Regions from separate parts of the Sus scrofa genome. Here region 2 is linked to region 1. The links are chromatin contacts, called in public Hi-C maps. All regions are on one chromosome and are shown on one strand. Each heading gives the region's core, a stretch centred on a gene start, on an enhancer-like site or on the middle of the called end of the contact. The rest is flanking DNA. Distances are from core to core; before and after follow the strand shown.

Evidence for each region. Hi-C and Micro-C count contacts between places; a contact is called where the count stands out from the background.
Region 2: a Hi-C map of embryonic fibroblasts shows a contact between it and region 1, with 2.0 times the contacts expected there. The contact joins two enhancer-like sites. A contact is called at or near these places in 3 of 47 Hi-C or Micro-C datasets (embryonic fibroblasts and epiblast stem cells).

Annotation. Positions count from the first base shown.
Region 1 is chr5:81,548,649-81,554,780 of Sscrofa11.1, forward strand. It overlaps LOC106510404 (a long non-coding RNA gene), which reads left to right. Exons shown (of 6, transcript XR_002344191.1): 4 at 1-222; 5 at 1,616-1,714; 6 at 2,575-4,702. Among named protein-coding and RNA genes, the nearest start is that of PAH, 170 kb to the left of the region's middle. Within about 2 kb of position 1,768, at least 1 of the 83 cell types and tissues checked has an H3K27ac peak or open chromatin away from gene starts, as enhancers often do. A contact at or near this core is called in embryonic fibroblasts, where this site is marked.
Region 2 is chr5:81,971,645-81,977,883 of Sscrofa11.1, forward strand. No RefSeq gene overlaps it. Among named protein-coding and RNA genes, the nearest start is that of PMCH, 44 kb to the right of the region's middle. Within about 2 kb of position 3,552, at least 6 of the 83 cell types and tissues checked have an H3K27ac peak or open chromatin away from gene starts, as enhancers often do. A contact at or near this core is called in embryonic fibroblasts, where this site is marked.

The DNA.
Region 1 (6,132 bases), core at 518-3,017:
TTCACAGCTAACCAAGGCACAGTTTCTATTTTAGCTTTCTTTTCAGAGCTTCCTTGGACCTTTTAAAGAATTTACCTCCCTTCAGAGACTACAGTTATACTTTTGACCACGGGATGGAGTGAAAATAAACAACCAAACAAACCAAAGACCCTGGAGGAGGGAGATCAAGAAAATAAAAAATGCGAAGACAAGTGAAATGGATCGGGAAGGCCTGGAACTCAAGTATGGGAAGTAAAATTTCCAATTCTCACGTGTCCTTCCTAGAGCCAGTACTGACAACAGATCCCTGCTCAGGCCCTGCCTGTCTTTGTCACTGTTTTTGTCATTGTTGTGGTGGTTTCCGAGCTTTTCTATCTCCAGAAACTTAGTGCTTCAACAACGACAGTAAAGTGAAGGCGAAGCTATTTCTTTCGAATTAGGCTCCCCTCTCTAGAGCAAAATTGCCATCGAGAGAGAAACCCTAAGATTAGTGAGACTAAGGAGGGATGGTGCTACCACAATCTCTGCAATTTCTCTGTGGGAGACGGAGAAGATATGAAATTATTTCCTTTTACACAGCCAGGAAAACAATGAAAGACTGGTTATATTATGTGCTCCCCCCCAAAATAAACATAATGATGCTTTCTTAAGTGGTGCCTTGCTCTATGACCAACGTGCAAGTCATGAGTTTCCTGGGTAAGAAAAATATATGGACCACACACACGCAGCTATCCCTTAGATGTGCGGCTTAAAGAAAGAACTGATGGAATAAAACATCTTCAGCTTATGGTAGATATCGTGCTTCCCTGAGAGATGAAAGAACTTTAACACTGGAAAGTTCTAACTTTAGATCTTTTAAGGCTCCAGTGGGCAACAGCCATGTAGCATACTATAAACAGACCACGACCTCTACATCAGGGAAAAGAGACTGATATTTATAGGCTCTTCCACAGAGATTCTCTAGAGCCTAGCTTAATTTCAATCATCTCTCTGTGTAGTAACAAAAAAAAAATGTATCCATGGAAATGTGTACTAGAAACCTGGTTCCCTGTCTTTTACACATGAGGTTACCACTGCCAGTACCTTCTTATATTCTAGAAGGAGAGGTTCAAAGAATGGCTGGATATTGTACAAGCGATGCAGACATTAGAAAAGGGATTGGGTTTGATGAACTTGGAGGTCCTTGTCCACCCTAGGATGCTGGGGTTCTGTGTCTTCCTCTTTATTCAGCTGTGATGACACTTTTCATGTTTCCACGTTCTAGAAGGTCATTCCTCTAGGACCATGGCCAGTGGGAAATGTGTGTATCTGCGTGTGGAGTTAGTGTGTGTGTGTGTGTAAAAATAATTCAGGAGAAAATTAACCAATCTGCACATTCAATAGAAAATAACCAATTAATAAACTGATTCATCTTGGTATTAAAACATTCAACTCCACAGGATACTGTGTAAACCTAACCCAGTCAATACCACCCAGAAACTTAGGTGTCTCATACGAGGCGACCAGGGCCAATTTGCAATTGGAAAAATGAAAACTAGAAGCCAGAGTCAAAATGTTACATGAGGACACAGGTCTCTGGCATTGGTGTTCCACGATTTTCTCAGTAAACTCCCATTTCTTCATGCTGGTGACAAAGACCACTTAAGGCCGAAGTTCCAACCTGCAAGGGACGGTCATCATGACGGCCTGGGGGGAATCCAGAACGAGAGAGGTGGTCGCTGTAATGCCAAGAAAGGTAAGCAGTCCCGAGCAGATTTCAGTGTTATATATATTTTGTCCACAAGATGGTAGCGTCCACTTTCCATTTAATGTAAAGCTGGCCCATGATCCTGACTTCCCGTAAAGTAGGGAATGGTTTGTGTTGAACAGAGGCAGCCACTCTGGATACCCTTCAGGATTTTTTTAATTATGACTGTGATGAATTGTTGATGTGGAGTACATTTAGCTTTGCTATAGCGAGGTGGTGATTCGTCCGAAATAAAGAAAACTCGGAGATGTATTGCATTCCAGGCTCTTAAAGGGAATTTGAGAACTGGGAATACTTTAGACATCTAAAAAACACACCAAGGATCAGATACTGACATTTTCAAAAATACTACCTTAGTACATCATGCAAAGGACGTTCAGGATGTCAAGTTCAATTAATCTTGGGTGAAGTTTTGCACAGTATCGAAGTTCCTTCCATGAAACTAGTTCAAGTGGGCTATAGGTGGTTTCCCCTCAAATCCAGGGGGAAAGCTAGACCTTAGACGCTATGAAATTTCCATGAGCTAAATAAGAGGGCAGCATCAGCAAGCTGGCCTGCTCTGCTGCTCTGTGCCTCCCTCCCTCATGCAGCCTCCATGCCAGAAGGGACAACACAGATGGGAAAAACATCTGGCCCCGTCTGCCTCCATGGACCAGAGGGCCTTCTTTGAGGTTCAGGTCTTGGGCGCGCATCATTTTTTTTAACTCTTTTTAAAATGAGGAGCTCAAGTGGGATTTCCTTTCATCTTACTATATTATTTTCAAATTCAATTAGGTCTAATGCTCTGTATCAGAACCACAAAAGCAAGGCTTCAGGGCATCTAAGCCACTTCCCATTCTGTTGTCCAGAACAGCTGAGCACCCCACCTAAGAAGGAGAGAGGGAAATAAGCCAGGAACAGAAGCTGGGACAAGATAATGGCAGAGGAGCAGGAGGCGCAGCCCTGTGGCCCCGGCGCTATGGTTGCCTTTCCAGCAGGCTCCAGAACCAGGTCAAGTCTCTCCAGCCCTCCTAGGGTCAGCCCTCATCCTAGCTATCCATTTGATATGCCCTACTCCCTAACAGGCATCCTTTGACCTAACCTAGAGAGCACCTCACGGTACCTTTAATTTTTCATATTCTTGTCTTTCGTATTTTTTTTCGGCTTCAGTAACTCTGACCTGAATCAGAAACCCCATAGCTCCAGCTTGCACACAAGAAGCATTCATGCATCAAAGGTCTCGAAGAAGAAATGCAAATAGTGGCTGTGGTGAAATTTTTTTTTTTCCAGGAGATAAAAGAGTATAGAGAATTGATTGGTTGAGAGAAAGAGAGAGAGACTTTAAGACAGAAAAATCAACGTTCGAGACTAACCATGATTCTCACTGGGTAACTCAAGAGCCTTCCACCAAAACTGGCTATTTTCTCTTCTAGGTGAATACTTTTACCAGTACAGCTGCCTAATTACATGGCAAGTCAATGTAAACTAACGAGGTTTTCTGTTCCCCATACCCCTGACAGGGTATTCTTTACATTGTAAATAATACATTAAATTATATGTGATGGACTGAATATGAGCAAGAGTTCATTTCAACAATGCCCCACTCTGAAACTTCTAGAAGCCCCAGGCCTGTTCCTGTGGAGGATTGTGAGGCTCTGCTCATGCCCGGCTGGAGCTGGGATGCTGCAGAAACGTGCGAGAGGCTGGAAACACCATGGAGAGAGGGGGCGAGGCCAGGGGAAGGGGATCAGAAGAAGAAGGGCTGACTCCCAGGGACCATCGTTAGCTCAGTGAATGGACTGGAAGCGAAGAGGGGTGTTGATTATCTCCCAAATTCTCTGCATTTCTGTGTTTGAGTAATAGAAAAAGTGCTTTCCTTCTGGAAGTATGCTCTGTCTACTGGTCTTTCCAGAGCGTATCAGACAAAATGGAAGGCTACAGAAGCACAGTTCCCCAGGGTGGAGTCAGGTGTTCTGAAGCACTTGTCATTCCTCATGCTCTTCTCACTCACCCGCTCAGTCAGCCGTCTGTCTGTCTGTCTGTCTATCTGTCTGGACTGTACTATACATATTCCCTTATAACTGGCTCTTTTTACTTAATGGTATGTCATAATCACAAACTTTTCCCCAGGCGATTCAGTCATTTTTCCTCAAATGTGATCTTTAATCCCCACATTACAATCTATCTATCTCACAGAAGTGCCAATTTTTCATTCATTTTCTTTTTTGGCCATTCCTTTCAGCTGGGCATCTAGGGGTCTGAGCAGCAAATTCATCTGACCAAAGTTGTTGGAAGATGGAGTGAAAGACTGATGCCAAAGCCATCGTCCCCTCCTTGCTGCAGAGAGGGGGAACCATGGGCTGCTGCACTGCACCAGCTGAGGCGGGATCTCACCCCTGGATGGGTGCTCAGGACACCTGCCAACTCTGAGAGCCTGAGATTGCTGCCAGTCACCCACACTGGAGCGCTGCAGGAGGAAAAAGCAGACAAGCGACAGGCTCCTGAGCTCCTGCTCTAAAATCGTGGACTCCTTCCCAGCGGAAAGGGAGTCTTGGTTTTCTGCTTGAAAGGACAACATGTCCTCGGCCTCACGGTCACCTGCAAAAGGAACTTCCAGTGGACCTAAGTCCACACAGAGATTGATGGGTGGGAGAGTGGCACTGCATGAGGCCCACACTTAAGATTCGCAGATGTGCTGCACATAATATCAGCCCTCTGTGTGGTGCAAATGAAGAAAATGTTCCGCTCTTAATTGAGAATCTAGGTGGAGTCACCCAGCAGGAGGCACAGCCCCAAAAGAGCCGTGGATGTGGGAGGTGGGCCAGGGCCTGGACAGAATCATTTGTGCGAGGGAAATGAGAGCTCGCTTCTTGAGACTCTTTGTGCTGCGTGGAAGGTGGAACAGATTCGAAATCTCATTACTATTATTAGATGCCCTCATTTCCTCTTCCACTTCAAATTTTGTATTTTTCAATAAAATCCACATTTTCTCCCACAGTCCTTGAGGTGTGGCCTGCAAACAGGAAATCGAGAGGCTCCCATCCGTCTCTCATCTCCCCTCCCTCATGCACCAGGCCCGGGGTGGGAAAGAGAAGCAAGGAAGTTCAGATGGGCTTCAGGGGCTGTTTGCGCTCACTCAGGAACAGGGAGGGCTGGGGGAAAGTACCGAGCAGAAGGAACCAGAACATGCCTCCTGCTGCCACCGCCATCTTCCAAATCTGAGTTTCCATTCGAAACGGTATTTACCAAGCACCAACTCTATGCCAGGGACGGCTATGGACTTGGTGCCTGGCCCCTTAAAATTCTTATGTTGAAACTCTAATCCCCAACCTGAGAATATCTGGAGGTGGGGGCCTCTGGGAGGTGATCAGATTTAAAAGAAGTCATGAGGGTGGAGCCCCCAGAGTGGAATGAGCACCTTTATAAGAAGAGGAAAGGGAGTTCCCATCATGGCACAGTGGTTAACAAATCCGACTAGGAACCATGAGGTTGTGGGTTCGGTCCCTGCCCTTGCTCAGTGGGTTGACGATCCGGCGTTGCCGTGAGCTGTGGTGTAGGTTGCAGATGTGGCTCGGATCCCAAGTTGCTGTGGCTCTGGCGTAGGCTGGCGGCTGCAGCTCCGATTGGACCCCTAGCCTGGGAACCTCCATATGCCGTGGGAGCGGCCCAAAGAAATAGCAAAAAGACAAAAAAAAAAAAAAAAAGAAGAGGAAAGGACCAGAGTGTGTGTTCCTTCTCCCTCTTCTCCCTGCCCCCCGGCCACTTTCTCTCAGTCATGTCATCCCTCTATGCCACATAAGCTTATAGCAAGAAGGTGGCTGTCTGCAAACCAGGCAGAGGGGCCTCACCAGATACCAAATCTGCCGGCCCCTTGATCTTGGACTTTCTGGCTTCCACAAGTGTGAAAAATAAATGTTAGGAAAGCCACCCAGTCTAGGGAGGTTTTGTTATTTATCGCCTCCTGAACAGCCTAAAACAGGGACTGTACCAGGACGCAATAACCAAAAGATAAACACATTTATTTATTCAGTCTAAGAATATTTATTGACTGCCTACTGTATACTAGGAACAGTAATGGGCAATTGGGAAGACAATGGTGAAACAAATAGATTTAGGGGCTATGCTTTATGAATCTTTCAGTCTGGCAGGCAATACGGATATCAGATTAAAAATGACTTTAGGATTTTTTTTTTTTTTTGTCTTTTTGCTTTTTCTAGGGCCGCACCTGCAGCACATGGAGGTTCCCAGGCTAGGGGTCTAACTGGAGCTGTAGCCGCCGGCCTACGCCAGAGCCACAGCAACACCAGATCCGAGCCATGTCTGCAACCTACACCAAGCTCATGGCAACGCCAGATCCTAAACCCACTGAGCGAGGCCAGGGACCGAACCCGCAACCTCATGGTTCCTAGTCAGATTCGTTAATCACT
Region 2 (6,239 bases), core at 2,302-4,801, 420 kb after region 1:
ACATAATATTTGGCTGAAATGTTACCTATAGATATTTATGCTACAGGTAGCTTGCTCATCCATGAAATGATACATATGCAAAAATATTAATTGCAGAATTGGTTATAATTTTTAAGAAATGATTGGAAGCAATTTAAATGATCAAGAGGAGAAAAGCTAGATAGAAGTAAAATTACGAACAAACATAAAAATAGAGCACTGTTATGACCATCAGCAACAACGAGGTTGTTCTACTCAAGTAACTCCACAGAATGTCTCCCTAAGTTAATATGTTCCTGACAAAACACCTCTTGGGTTCTAATAATCAAACTTCATATATGTGTGAATTTCCCAATACAGTATTTATAGCCAGATAGGAACATTTAACTTTTTTTTCATAAAGCACATTATATTTTTACCAAAACAATGAATAGGAAAAGCCTCCAGCATTGTGAGACAGTAAATTTCTGTTAAGTCACTTAGTTTGTGGTATTGTTATATCAACCCTAAAGTAACAAACTAACACAGCAAGGTATTACAAGAAAGAGAGGATCTCAGAAAAGAACTGACCGATGCACAAGTAGGAATAAAAATGAGTAAGGTCCAGGAATTTGAAAATATACAGGGTCAGAGAAAGCAACTGCTTTTTGATCCCAAATGGCCAAATGTACGACTGGGCAACAAGTGCTGGTTAAAACTCAGCCTTGAGGCAAGGATCAAACCAAGAGTATGGCCATCACACCCATCATTAAATTTGTGCGTAGATTGATGTGTTCCAGAGCAAGATTAAGATACGCAATCAGTCTCCTCAGTGATAGGAAATGGCTTACAGAAAAAGGGATTCAAGACATGAACTCTCTCATCTGAAAAGTGGCAAGACAGCTCCAAGAATGCTCAACTCTTCTCACATCCATAACCCAAACTCAAAGAACAGGCATTGAAACCTTCAACAAATGGGTTATTTGGTAAATAATAGCAACAAGAAAGAGAAGGGGTGGAATTTTTATAGGCAGCATACACTTCAAAGGAAATATTTTTATCCAGGGAGTTAAAATGATTACAAAATAAGTTCATGATGAGGGCTCTGTTTTGTCTGCAGTTCCATTCCCATTATCTAGACTAAGAGCGGCTCAACCAATATTTGATGACTGTAAGAATAAGTGATAAAAGAGAAGCCAGAAGAATAATGGCCTTTTCTCTGCTTGCTCCTCCCAGTCCCATGATGAGGTGGGAGGGGGAGAATGCGAATCCCACTTGAGCAGTGTTCTCAAAAAGAATTGAATTCAATAACAGCAAACAGGTGGAAGAAGGGTGGGAATAACATACACACACTACCATCTAAAATAGATGATTAACAGGAAAATCTAATCAATAGTTTGTAATAACCAATATGGGAAAAAAGAATGGATATGTTTATATGTATGACTGATTCACTTTGCTGTAAACTGAAACTAATACAACATTTGCAAATCAACTATACTCTAGTCAAATTAAATTTAATTTTTCTAATTATGAGAAAATGGGAAAAAAATGGAGGGAGCTTTATTTGAAAAGTTTGTATAAGACTAGGTAGAGGTTCTTTGACCTTAACCACTCATAGGCAGTCTTGCCATTGATTTATCATTACCTCTCTAGTTTACTTCTAAAACTAGTCCAGACCTCTTGTGAACACCACAAACTTCTATTATCCCAACTCTTATTATTCAGCAGATGGTGCTGATTCACTTCGTTACTGAGAGGACTGACATTATTCAACATAAGTGTCCTCATCAAATCCTGTTGTCATCTCAGCTGTCACATTGTGAAGAAGACTGGGACTCTAATATACATACCACAGGTAAGGACATGGCCTCATCTTTAAGGCAGCATACCTGCGCTGATATTTCTCTGCAAAGAGGACACATTGAAAATAAATGCTTTGGTTCTGTTGCCCTGTGCTTTGCACCCCGGCCCCCCATCCTCTCTCTATCAGACTAAGAAAACTTTCTCAAGATTGTAAAGTAAATATTTCCAAATTTGGAAAATTCCCCTTTTGGCCCTGACTGTTAGATTAAAAGCATATGAACTACCATTACATTTTGCATAGGAAAGAGAATAAAGGCAGTAGAACTTAGTTAAAATAATTCTACAACCTGGGCCGAATCTGGAACTGTATTTCAAGGTTTTTAATCCTTCATCTACTCTGTTTGCAAGCATCTTTGTTCACATTCACTTTCTTGATGTGCATCTTTCTTATAACATCTATAATCATATCTTAGTTCTTCTAAAGCCATGAGAGTATTTCGAAAATAGTATTTTTCATAATATCTTCAGGCAACATCATGTATTCACCCAGATGTCACCTGATCACATTCATCCCATGGATAGTGAGGTGAAATGAGTTTAAGCCTCCAATTCCAGTCTGCAGAAATCCAAACTTCTCCCAAGATTTCTGCAAATTACCAAGAGTTCTTAATCTGCTCTCTTCTGCTCAGTTCTATATTATGTCAATTCAGAAGTAAAACTCAGCCTCTTCATTAATTCCCATAGGAAAGCTTCCATTCACATAAAACACAGGTTTTACTGACTATATCGGGACCACAGAGAAGAATCACAGCCTGCTCTACAGAGCAAACATCTTCATATCAACCATTCCTCTTCTTCAGCGTCCTTTCTAGCAATCACACCACTAGGGATTCCCCTGTTGGCTCTTAATATAATCAGTACCTAATTTCATACCTTTCTACAAATTCTTCTCTATTCTTACTCTTCTCCCTCTCCAGAAAACTCAGATCCTGGAAGTTTCACGTTCTACCTCCAAGGTGTTTTTCCAGACAAATACTGTCTCTTCCACAAGAGGAATTCTGATGTAAGATGTTAAATTTAGATTAGAACCTATGTTAATTTCTGGAGGTAATTTAATAATTAATTCTAGTCCTGTTTTCCTTTGTTCTTTGAATTAGGAAACTGAAGCCTTAGCTCTCAGAAGAGACCCCTTGATTCAGAAACACATGGGTGGCTTTATTTTTTAATGGTAAATTTGGGGCTGCACCAAACCAGGATGTACTGAAAAAATTCCCCAAATAATTGTTCCCCAATAAACACAAAATTACTGCCTAATACAGACTAGGAAAAAATACTAAAACTGTTACACATTTAATAAAATCCAAGCTATAAGAATGACAGCTTGTTTTCATGTAGCACCTGAACACTTTAGCCAATTATGACACAGGACAAAGTAAATATTAGTGTTGTTTTGGTGGAAAGAACACCAGACTAGGAGTCAAGGCTAATGTGTGACCTTGAGCAAGTTACTTAACATCTCTGAACCTCAGGCTCCTAGGGGAAAACACTGCTTTTCCTACTTAACTCCAAGGACTATTTGAAGGATAAAATGAGATCATGTATGTGAAAACACTTGCGGGAGGAGGGGAGAATAAATAGCTCTCCACAACTGCTAGGTATTTTTTCAAAGTCCTGCTTGGGCCTGGAAAATATCAATCTTCTGCATGTTACCAGTGTGCTAGTAAGGCAGCCTGTGGAGTTTCTCAAGAAGCCTGTAGAATCCAAGTTAGGCAGCTCATTGCTCAGGCCGAGTAGCCAGAGAGGGGAATTCTTGATTCAGAGCAGCATCTGTTAGTGATTAAGGTTTCAGAGGCATGTGCCTGAACTTAAGGCAATGCTACAGAATTGGTCATAGCAGCAATCCCAATTGTAAAACAGATTCCATCCTTAAAGTGGATATGAAAGGTAAACATAAAAGCACTATTCCACAATCACATGAAACAAAACAATGCTTGTTTAAAATCCCCCACAGCACATGCACAAGCACACACAAAGGGAAACAACAACAGGCAGAGGTTTATGTGAAGTAAAGAGATCTTCAGGCAACAACCACCACCATCAAACTCAGAAGAGCTCACTTGTACCCTATTAATTGCAAATTATATTAGCAAAGTGGGCCTCTTTGGCATTTACTCTCTGAATTCATTCTTCCTTGAAAACTCAAGTTTGTTCAAATTAGATCCTTGGCAAAAAAAAAAAAAAAAAAAAAAAAAAAAAGGATACCCATATCCAAAAATCACTGTGAATTCTGTCTGTGTCAGAGATATGACTGTAGTTTAAAAATAAGCATGTTTACTATAACTCAGAAGACATGATAGACTTTGAACAAAGACCAAAGACCTGGGCCTGCTGTGAAGAGTGACCCTAGAACTTCTAGGTGCGCCAGGGGAGTGAGAAGTTCTGAGAGTGACTGGGGAGGAAGAAGGTTTGAGGTAGAGTAAGACCTCAAGGCTTTTATTAGCGTTATTTTGTGAAAGTGTGCATTTTATATCTACATAATGGGATGTATGTGTCTGCCCAAGTTGAACTTAGAAAGCTTGGAGAGAGGTCTATTTAATAATTTAAAGAAAAATCAGACTAGTGGTTTCAGGTGGGCCAGAATTACTGGTAAAGCTATACCTTTCAGTTGATGAAACATGAATAATAAACATGATGTCCCACACAAGTGGAGAGTCTTGGTTTTTATGGGGAACACCCTGAACATACTCAGAAGACCAGCAACTCAAATCTTTCTGGAAGCACTGGAAGAGAAAGCAGGGAGAGTTGTACCTATGCCCAAAGCATGTGACCAATAAGAAAACAGAATAAGAAGCAAAAGCTGACTATATGATAGATGGCTGTAAGGATGAGCTTAGTACAAGAAAGCTGCTCCAGGAAAGCCCCACACTGGGCCTGTGGGCCAGTCACTAGAGCCAAAGGAGGAATAGAGGAGATGAACTACAGCCATTTCTATTTGCAGAGAAGTTTGCTGGTTTGTCTGCTTGTTTTCCATCAGAAAATGAATGGTCATCTTGTAAATCTGGCCATAAACCACTTAAATCCATCTCACAGAAAGTGCTTCTTTCGGTCATGAAATGGTCTAAAAAAATAGAACGGTGAGCTGCAGCAGAAAAATCATTTAACTAGGACTGAAAACACCTGGGTTCTAGTTTGAGTTTTGTCAATCACTGGTCGAGGTGGTGTTTCAAGGTGGGGCATTTAGCCTATGTATCTTCTGGAAGCCTATAGTGAGGGGACAGTGGGAGGAGTAGAGAGATATGGAAAGATGATCCCCAAGGTCCCATCCAGCAAAAACAGTCATGATTTCAGTTAGCATATAAAATAATTGAAGAAGTCTGGAAAGCTATATATCAAAACATTACTAGACTCTACTTCAGGGGAATAGGATTAGGGCAGGGGCAGAAAGAAAACAACGAGGGAACCCTTTCAGTGCAAAAGGAGAAGGGATTTTTTAAGTGAAATATTAAACAAGAACATATCCAGTTAGCATATAAAAGAGAACGTCTAGAAGGCCATATATCAAAACATGACTAGTTATCAGAGTCTAAGGCATGAATCGGAAGGAGTGAAGGGACTTGGAAGAGCCAATTGTGTGATTATTTTATTTCCTCTCTCTCCCCGGCCTTTATTGGAAAAGCCCATGGTAGAGTCACTGGAAGCCAGTCAATGCCATCTAACTCCTCTTTGTCTTCTGGGGCCCAACCTTCCATGACAGTGATGGGGGGAAGGAACACGGGAGGGAGTTGCCTGGGAATTTGCTCAACAGAGTTTCCTTTGTAATACACGGTCTAGGTTTCTGGCACAATGTGAAGACAGCTGAGCTTAGTTCTTGCCCCACACTGATAGCGCTACTTTCCTTGGGATTTCAGCATCACCACTGTGGCTTCTGACACCATCCTGGCTCTCCTCTTTGTCACCATCAACTTCAGGTCTACAAGTATGTCATCCAAGCTGTGCAAAAATCAAAAGGCCATACAATCAAGTTGCTTTCAGAAGTTTTCCATAATTGTGAAAGTATCCTGTCAACAGGGTCCCAAAACTCATCATGAGTCTCTTTCTGGTGAAAGATCTGGCTGTCTTCAGGTGGCTAATGCCCAATGTTGGTGCTGTTCCAATGTGACTACCTTTCCAATCTTTGCTGAACTGTAAATTTTCAGTGTTCCAATGAAAAGTACAAACTCTAGATTGATTACTATGATGTGTCAGGAGGATCAGACCAAGTCAGGTGGTTAAGTACCCAGGCGACACTCTTTGGCATTCCAAAGGAAAAAAAAAAAACACACAATAAATAAGCACATGGAAATTAAAAATTCAACAGTTAATAAATCACCATGGAAGAGTTATAACATCGCACTTGTACCATACAGGAATATGTCCAGTTCACTTCCAAACGGTTTTAATCTGTTTTCTCACCCTCCTTCTCTTTCCTTTCTGTA